Linked DNA regions of Mus musculus: region 2 is linked to region 1. The links are chromatin contacts, called in public HiChIP or PLAC-seq maps. All regions are on one chromosome and are shown on one strand. The core of a region is the stretch at or near the end of the contact, and the rest is flanking DNA. Distances in the headings are between cores, read along the strand shown.

Region 1 (3,376 bases), core at 254-2,753:
TTCTGAAAGGAAGTTTATTCAATTGTAGTATGAGAAATGTAAAGGAATCCCAGATCAGAACAAGGACTACTGTGTTGTTTTGTCTGCGAGTGTGTGTGTGTGTGTGTGTGTGTGTGTGTGTGTACAACTTAAGGGGAACTTTTATATCCTATGTTCAAGCTAAACACAATCTACATTAGGTCATCAGTGGCTTTGAGAAATAGATTTCCAAATTTCCTCATTCCCAAAGATGCGCCTATCATTTTCAGACTCCTCCATCTCTTTAGTGTTTGTTTTTCCTCGAGTTGTAAACCTGCAGGTACATTTAGAATAACAAGGAAGCCCCAGTTGCCGCAGACCCTCTGGGTCCCTATGTCTGCGTGGAACAGGTCTCTAGTCACAGGTGGGCAAAGCGTTGGATGAGATGACAGACAGATGCACACAGGAGAGGTTGTGTAGAACCTGAATGTAATGTCAGGTCGAGCATCGAACTTTTTATAGTACAGAGAATGCAAGGGGTTGGAAGTCACAGCAGGCAAGGTACATTGCCGTTACCAGGTACAAAACAAAGGAATGACTTCAAAAGGATTTACAGGAACCAGGTAAATGTTTACAGTAAAGATAAAGCAGTCCTACCTAGGGTCAGCTTAGTGACAGGCAAGAGTTTCACACTCTAGTGTCATACCTTTGAACCTTGTGAAGGCTAGCACCAGGGGGTTCTTCTCTTGGCAGACCTCAAGAATAATGCAGTATCACAACCCCCCTAATTTCCTAGGCCTTGCTAAATTCTTATATGAGTGTAACTTTTAAGTATCTGGAGAATCTCCATTTGTCAGGAGAATATACCAACTTGTTTTTAATATGCAATGTAGCCTTACTGAAGATTTCTATCTCAATGAGATTCCCTGGCTCTTTCTGCAGACCAGTTGAGCCACTGGCTCTGTCTATTGTAATGCTTAGTTAGTTACTGAATAGGTTAACTTCCTTACTGCCTTCTCACAGGATTCTAAGCTCGGGCAGCTTCTGGGATCTTGGAACACTGGGGAGACTAACTATAACAGAATTTAATCTTAAAAGGCATTTATAATAAAATATTAAAAGAGAGCTCGTAGATCCATACACCAGACTAATTCGGGAATAGAATATGAGTATATGGATAAACTCCAGGAGGTGAGCTTCCTTGAAACTCTCTGCCTCGTGAGTGGCTTTTAGGCTTCACAGCCTGTCAAGCTGACTCGACCTGAGTGCGTGGCACCCAGTCACTGGAAAGTGGGGTTGCTTTACTTTCTTCCACTGCCATTAATTTTTTGAGAGGTTTTCGCTGTGTAACTCACTCTGTAGACCAGGCCAGCCTCAAACTCAGAGATCCACCTGCCTCTGCCTCCCAAGTGCTGGGATTCAAGGCGTGCACCACCACGCCTGACAACATTTGTTATATAAGAGAATAGTCACACTATTGTACATGTAATGACCTTTTCACTCCAAGGCCATTAGTGTACTTACACATCAATACACTTATCATCACTCACAGAGCTAGCTCTCCAGTCCCTGGGAAGCTCAGATGGCTACTGGCTGTCCTAGCATTGGCCCTGGTTAGCACTATTTCTAGTTTGCTTTTGTGAACACTGCTGTTGTTAGATATATCCAGTAGTTCTACCCAGTCTTCCCAGTAAAAATATAAAAAACAGTTACTAAGTAAAGAATATGCACATTTTAACACTTTTTGACAAATTCTTTCTGTGTGCTTCTTCTGTGTAAGAATGTCCCTTTGTGTGCATTTGGTTCTTCTTTGTCTGTCACTGTGGCTGCCTAGGCAGCCCTGGGTTGGGTTAAAAAAAAAAAAGACATATTATTTTCCAGGTTAGAGTACTCAGGCTTCCTCCCTAGGAACTTCTTTTTGAAGAATTTTTTTAAAGTTCTAAACTATATAAAATTTAAACTAAAATCTCAATTTTGGCAGTATAAACCCTTTAGTGGCTTTTAATAAAAAATGTAATAATGTGAGTTAAGTATTGATTCTATGAAATATAAACCACCTGGGACGTGGACAGCTGGCAGACAGGCTTTTCTGCCCAACTCACTTCTCATCGACTCTCCTGCCTCTGAGCTCGACACCTAATGTAATGAGTCACCTTCCTTTGTGGAAATTGTATTTGTAAAACACTAAGCTGATATCTCAGAGTCGAGCTGTACCTCACTCTTTCAGGTGAGCCTGGTCTGTGGTACAGCTACCTCTCAGTGAAAAAAGGGGGGTTTCTGGTTTACTCCACACTGACACCAATGGTTCTGAGCCGATTATGTCTAAAAATGTTACTGAAACAGAATTCACATGTAAGAGTCTCTATTTTAAGGGGCATAGTTCACAGATTTTAGTATATCTACAAGTTTGTGCAACCAACACTACTATCTAATTCCAGATCATTTCTCTCGACACTCTTAGCAGGCGCAGGCCACGCCCTTCTTCCTGCAGCTGCTGACAGTGCTAACCTGCAGTGTAGGCATGGCTCGTGGGGTGTCTTGTGTAGACAGTATCACAGTTGTGGTCTTCTGCGTTTGGTTTCTCTTACCTATCCTAATTTTCAAGGTTAATTCATCTTGTAGCATGTAATAAAATTTTTAGAAATGAAACTAATACTGTACCAACTAAAACTACTTAATAGAGATGACTTTGGGAAACCAGAAAGTTGGATCTGTTAATCACAGAAAAGAAAGCAGTGTCAGAAAAAGAGGAGAGAAGGGCAGGAGAGTTGGTACAAATGCTGCAGTGATAAAGAATGAGATAAAGGAGGGAACGGGACAGTGACGCTGGAGGCTTCCAGACAATGCTGTCCCCACAGAAGAGGAAGTATTCTTAACAGGAAGTAAAGTGCATCGGGCAAAATGGCTGCCCCTAAAGTGTGCCACAGGCTTTGATGATAAAGTGGAAATGCTAATTAACTTGATGTGTTTAGTGTACACTGTATATATGTATTAAAATACCCCATAAAAACTGATAGGCCATAAAATGCATGTAAATCACATGTGAATAAAATGTAAAGCTTGTGTCTAGGTGCCGTGGCACATGTGTAGTCGTAGATGCTTGGGGAAGCTGTTTGCAGCAGCAAAGTGAGACCCTATTTTGAGAATTTAAAATATGGGGCTGGATAGTTGGCTCAGTGGTTAAGTGGCCTTGTTCTGCCCAGAGCTTAGCAATACTTTGTAGGTGTCTCTTTTCAGCTCTTGGAGGAGCCACATGTTGACACAAGTTTGCTGAGGTGAAACTGCTTGCCACCATGTACCTGAGGTACACATCTTGAATCAGACCTAAACATCTTGAGTATTGTTTGGGGTGCATGTTTCAGGGATTTGTTTAAGCTCAGAAAATCTGGGGACACTAGAACAGTGTATCTGGTAGTTT
Region 2 (3,376 bases), core at 264-2,763, 230 kb before region 1:
AGCATGAAATTTGGAGTCAGATCTGGGTTCAGATCCTGGCTTTAACCATTAATTTATTCTCTGAGCCTCAATTTGCTTATCTATAAAACGGGGATATTAAAGCACCCAGCATAGTGCCTGATACATAATATGAGCTTAGTAAATGGAATTCTGGGAATCTGACCCAGGGGCCATTTGAAAAGTGTAGCCAGCTCTCTTTAAGCTCTGACATTTCTTAGCCCTCCTTTTCTCTCTCCCTTCCCCCTCTCTTCAAGTGGCCATGGCCAGCCTCTCTCTCCTTCTACCTTCTCCCCCCCCCCCCCGCCTTTCTACAATAAAACTCTAAAACCATTAAAAAAAAAAAAAAAAAAAAAAAAGGTCTAACCAAGTAGTTTAGCCCAGCAAGCCTGCCTTGCTCAGGCAAAGCTGGGCTTTGAGACAGAGAGGGGACATCCCATGACTGCTGTGATTAGGAGCTTGTGGGGCTTCCAGAAAGGCAGTTTCAGGGCTTTGGCATAGCCCAGCAGAGAAAAGTTCTACCTACCCCAAAGGAGATGTAGGCGCCCAGGAGGCTGCCAGCAATAGTAGCATAGCCTCCAGTCATGACAACGTGAACTTCAGAGAGTGTCATATCTGCCAGATAGGGCCGGATCAGCAGTGGAGCTTCAGTCTACAAAGAGTCAGAAGGCAAGCAGTGAGCTGCCGCGGTGGCGGCTGGGTGATGGTCACAGGTTTTTTGTTTGTTTGTTTTGTTTTGTTTTGTTTTGTTTTGTTTTGAGACAGGTCATGGTTCTTGATGAAGAATCTCAGAGGAGACAGAGGGTGGGTTTCTAGTCAGCTGAGCCTCTCTGGGCCCCATTGTCCTCCCTCCTCTGTGATAGGACCTGCATACCACCACCCTACCCTACCCGTGTGTGTTGACACTTACCGTGCTCCTCACACCCAGGCACCTCCCCCTCTGTGCTTACAACCTAAGACAGAAAGGACTCTTATTTTCCAGGGAAGCAAACAGAGGCCTGGGAAGGGATGCAAGCCCGATCTGCACAAAGGGGCTGAGCCTTCACTGGGCATTTGCTTTGGGGCTTGTGTAGAAGTCTGGGCTACTCTTTATCTAATCCAGCTATGGAGCCCTAGCATTCTTGGTACTGCTTTGCAGGACGGGGAGATGGGCGTATGATGGTTAATCTTCATGTTCAACGTGACTGGGCTTAGAATCATGGTGGAAATACGCTCCATAGTGCATCTGTAAGGGTGTGGTCAGAGAGGTGTAACTGAGGAAGGACGACCCACCCACCCTGAATGTGGATACACTATCTCGTAGGCTGGGGCTCCAGAATGAACATAAAGTAGAACGTTATAGGGGATGTGGAAATCAACCTTGTGAGGGAAAAAGTGGGATAGAGAGCGAGGTGCCTCAGGCTCCTGAGACTCCTCAGAAAGTCCTGATCTGCTGTAGTCAGCATTAGACATAAGATGGCTCGTAGAACACCGGTGAACCAACAAAAAGGAACCGCGGCCAGGGGTTGGCTGCTTCCCCTAACTCCTCCCACTTCTTCTGAGTAACCTCATCAGACGGGACTTTCATTGGAGCCCAGTGACAGTGTGGTGAGAGATGATTGGCCAAGGATTTAGGGGCTTGGGATTGGCTCAAACATTGTATCTAAGCCTATGTGCTGGGTAATAATCTCGGATCTGTGCCCTGATGCTGGTCTCCAGAGTCTAACTGCCTGAGCTGGGTTCGGTCACATAACTCTGTCGCCGCTCATCCCCCTCCCATCCTCAGTCCTACACCCACAGACAAGTAAGCTGAGCACCCATATTTTCCGCACACCCCTTCCTACATTGTGACCAGCTGCCTCACACACACCGCCAGGCCCTCTCTGCCATGATAGCCTGTACCTCTACACTGTGGGTCCACAGGCATCTCCTTCCTTCCTTAAGTTGTTTCTGTAGGGTGCTTTATCACAGAGAAAAGAAAAGCAACCAATACCTGGAAGCCACAAGAACGCCTTCCTGGGAGCAGGAAGTGTGTGTGGAGGTATAGATACGCTGTGATTTTAGAGGGTGATAGAATCTATGAAGATAGGTGAGAAAAACAAGCCTCATGGTCAGGGAATATCAGCACCGGTCTCTTTGAGGGTGTGGCACTGGGTTAATGTTAACTGAGACCGGAAGGAGTCAACTACACAGACTGATGATGGCTCAGCCGCCCAGAAAGACCAGAGGCCCTGAGACAGGAGTAAGCTTGACCTGAAAGATCCTGACATAAAGTAGAAACTCATGTAAGCCCCCGACTTGTGTCCTAAATGGACATCACTATTGGCACAAAGTAAAAGTTTAACTTGCTCCATTGTTTCAGGAAATGTTTGTACAGAGTGCTCGGACCATTCCTTAAATCCGCTATGCTTGCCAACCGCTATAGCCCACTGCCAGACGTTTGCGGTTTGGTTGCTGGGCTGAATTTGGAAAATTTCCCCCAAAACTTTAGATTGAGCCAATCCTGAGTTGCCCCATATACCAGCCGTTAGCCAATAGAGTTGCATCACCCCTGCGCCATTTTGCTCACAGCTGCGCCTGCACATGATTCCTTCCTTGTACCCCTCCCGTACCCATTCCTTGTAAATCTCAGATCAGGAAATCGAAACTTACCTGATTGGTTGCTCAGGGGCATGTGATCTGGAAGTCCCCTCCCTTCCCCTTCTCCTTTTCCCCCTTGAGGGCCCATAAAAGGAGGGTCCCATTTCCCTTCCGGTTGACTTCTCTATCCCTGCGTGGGATACGAGTTGTCCCCAGAGCTCTGGCTTTCCTGAATAAAGCCTCATGTGATTTGCATCAAGCTTGGTCTCTCCTGAGTTCTTGGGAGTCCGCAGTTGTCCCGAGCCTTGAGTGAGGGTCTCCCTTGGGGGAGACGCAGTTCTTGTCCGACAACAACGCGCTGGAAATCTAGAGCCTCATTGCAAGGGTCCCTACATCGTGCTGCTAACCACCCCCACCGCTGATAAAGTAGAAGGCATCTCTGCATGGATCCACGCCTCCCACGTGAAGCGAGCTCCTGAGCAACCCCAAGATGATTGGGAATTGGAAAAGACTGCTGATCCTCTTAAACTGCTGCTTTTTTAAGAAAAAGAGTGACAACCCGCATCAGCCCATGACTCTCACTTGGCAGGTACTATCCCAATCAGGGGAAATACTTTTTGCCACTTCAAAAAATGGAACCCCGGGGGCGTGGTGGCCGACCCTTTACTTTTGTCTCCGCCAAATTATTCCTGCGGCCGGAAGTACCCCCCTAATGAGGTCCGAAGCTAGGGTTCTATAGCTGCCCCAAGCACCTAAAGAGCTCCTGGTGTGGAGGACCCAGAGGGTACTTTTGCAGTGATTGGAGTTGCGTTACTTCAAA

The links. HiChIP or PLAC-seq counts read pairs in DNA pulled down with a chosen protein or histone mark.
Region 2: a contact with region 1 is called in an H3K27ac HiChIP or PLAC-seq map of embryonic stem cells, with 10 read pairs. The contact joins two enhancer-like sites. A contact is called at or near these places in 3 of 15 datasets of contacts at CTCF or cohesin (CD8 T cells and the NIH/3T3 cell line), 2 of 484 Hi-C or Micro-C datasets (bone marrow-derived macrophages and cortical neurons), 8 of 115 datasets of contacts at active chromatin or transcription factors (embryonic stem cells, extraembryonic endoderm stem cells and memory CD8 T cells) and 3 of 9 other capture datasets (adipose tissue, embryonic stem cells and pancreatic islet).

What each region holds. Positions count from the first base shown.
Region 1 is chr7:80,918,583-80,921,958 of GRCm38.p6, reverse strand. All of the region lies in intron 4 of Sec11a (SEC11 homolog A, signal peptidase complex subunit), which reads left to right. All of the region lies in intron 2 of Gm51451 (a long non-coding RNA gene), which reads right to left. Among named protein-coding and RNA genes, the nearest start is that of Gm51451, 9.8 kb to the right of the region's middle. Within about 2 kb of position 1,503, at least 99 of the 459 cell types and tissues checked have an H3K27ac peak or open chromatin away from gene starts, as enhancers often do. A contact at or near this core is called in embryonic stem cells and extraembryonic endoderm stem cells, where this site is marked.
Region 2 is chr7:81,150,673-81,154,048 of GRCm38.p6, reverse strand. It overlaps Slc28a1 (solute carrier family 28 (sodium-coupled nucleoside transporter), member 1), which reads right to left. Exons shown (of 18, transcript NM_001004184.3): 11 at 524-649. Among named protein-coding and RNA genes, the nearest start is that of Slc28a1, 38 kb to the right of the region's middle. Within about 2 kb of position 1,513, at least 17 of the 459 cell types and tissues checked have an H3K27ac peak or open chromatin away from gene starts, as enhancers often do. A contact at or near this core is called in embryonic stem cells and extraembryonic endoderm stem cells, where this site is marked.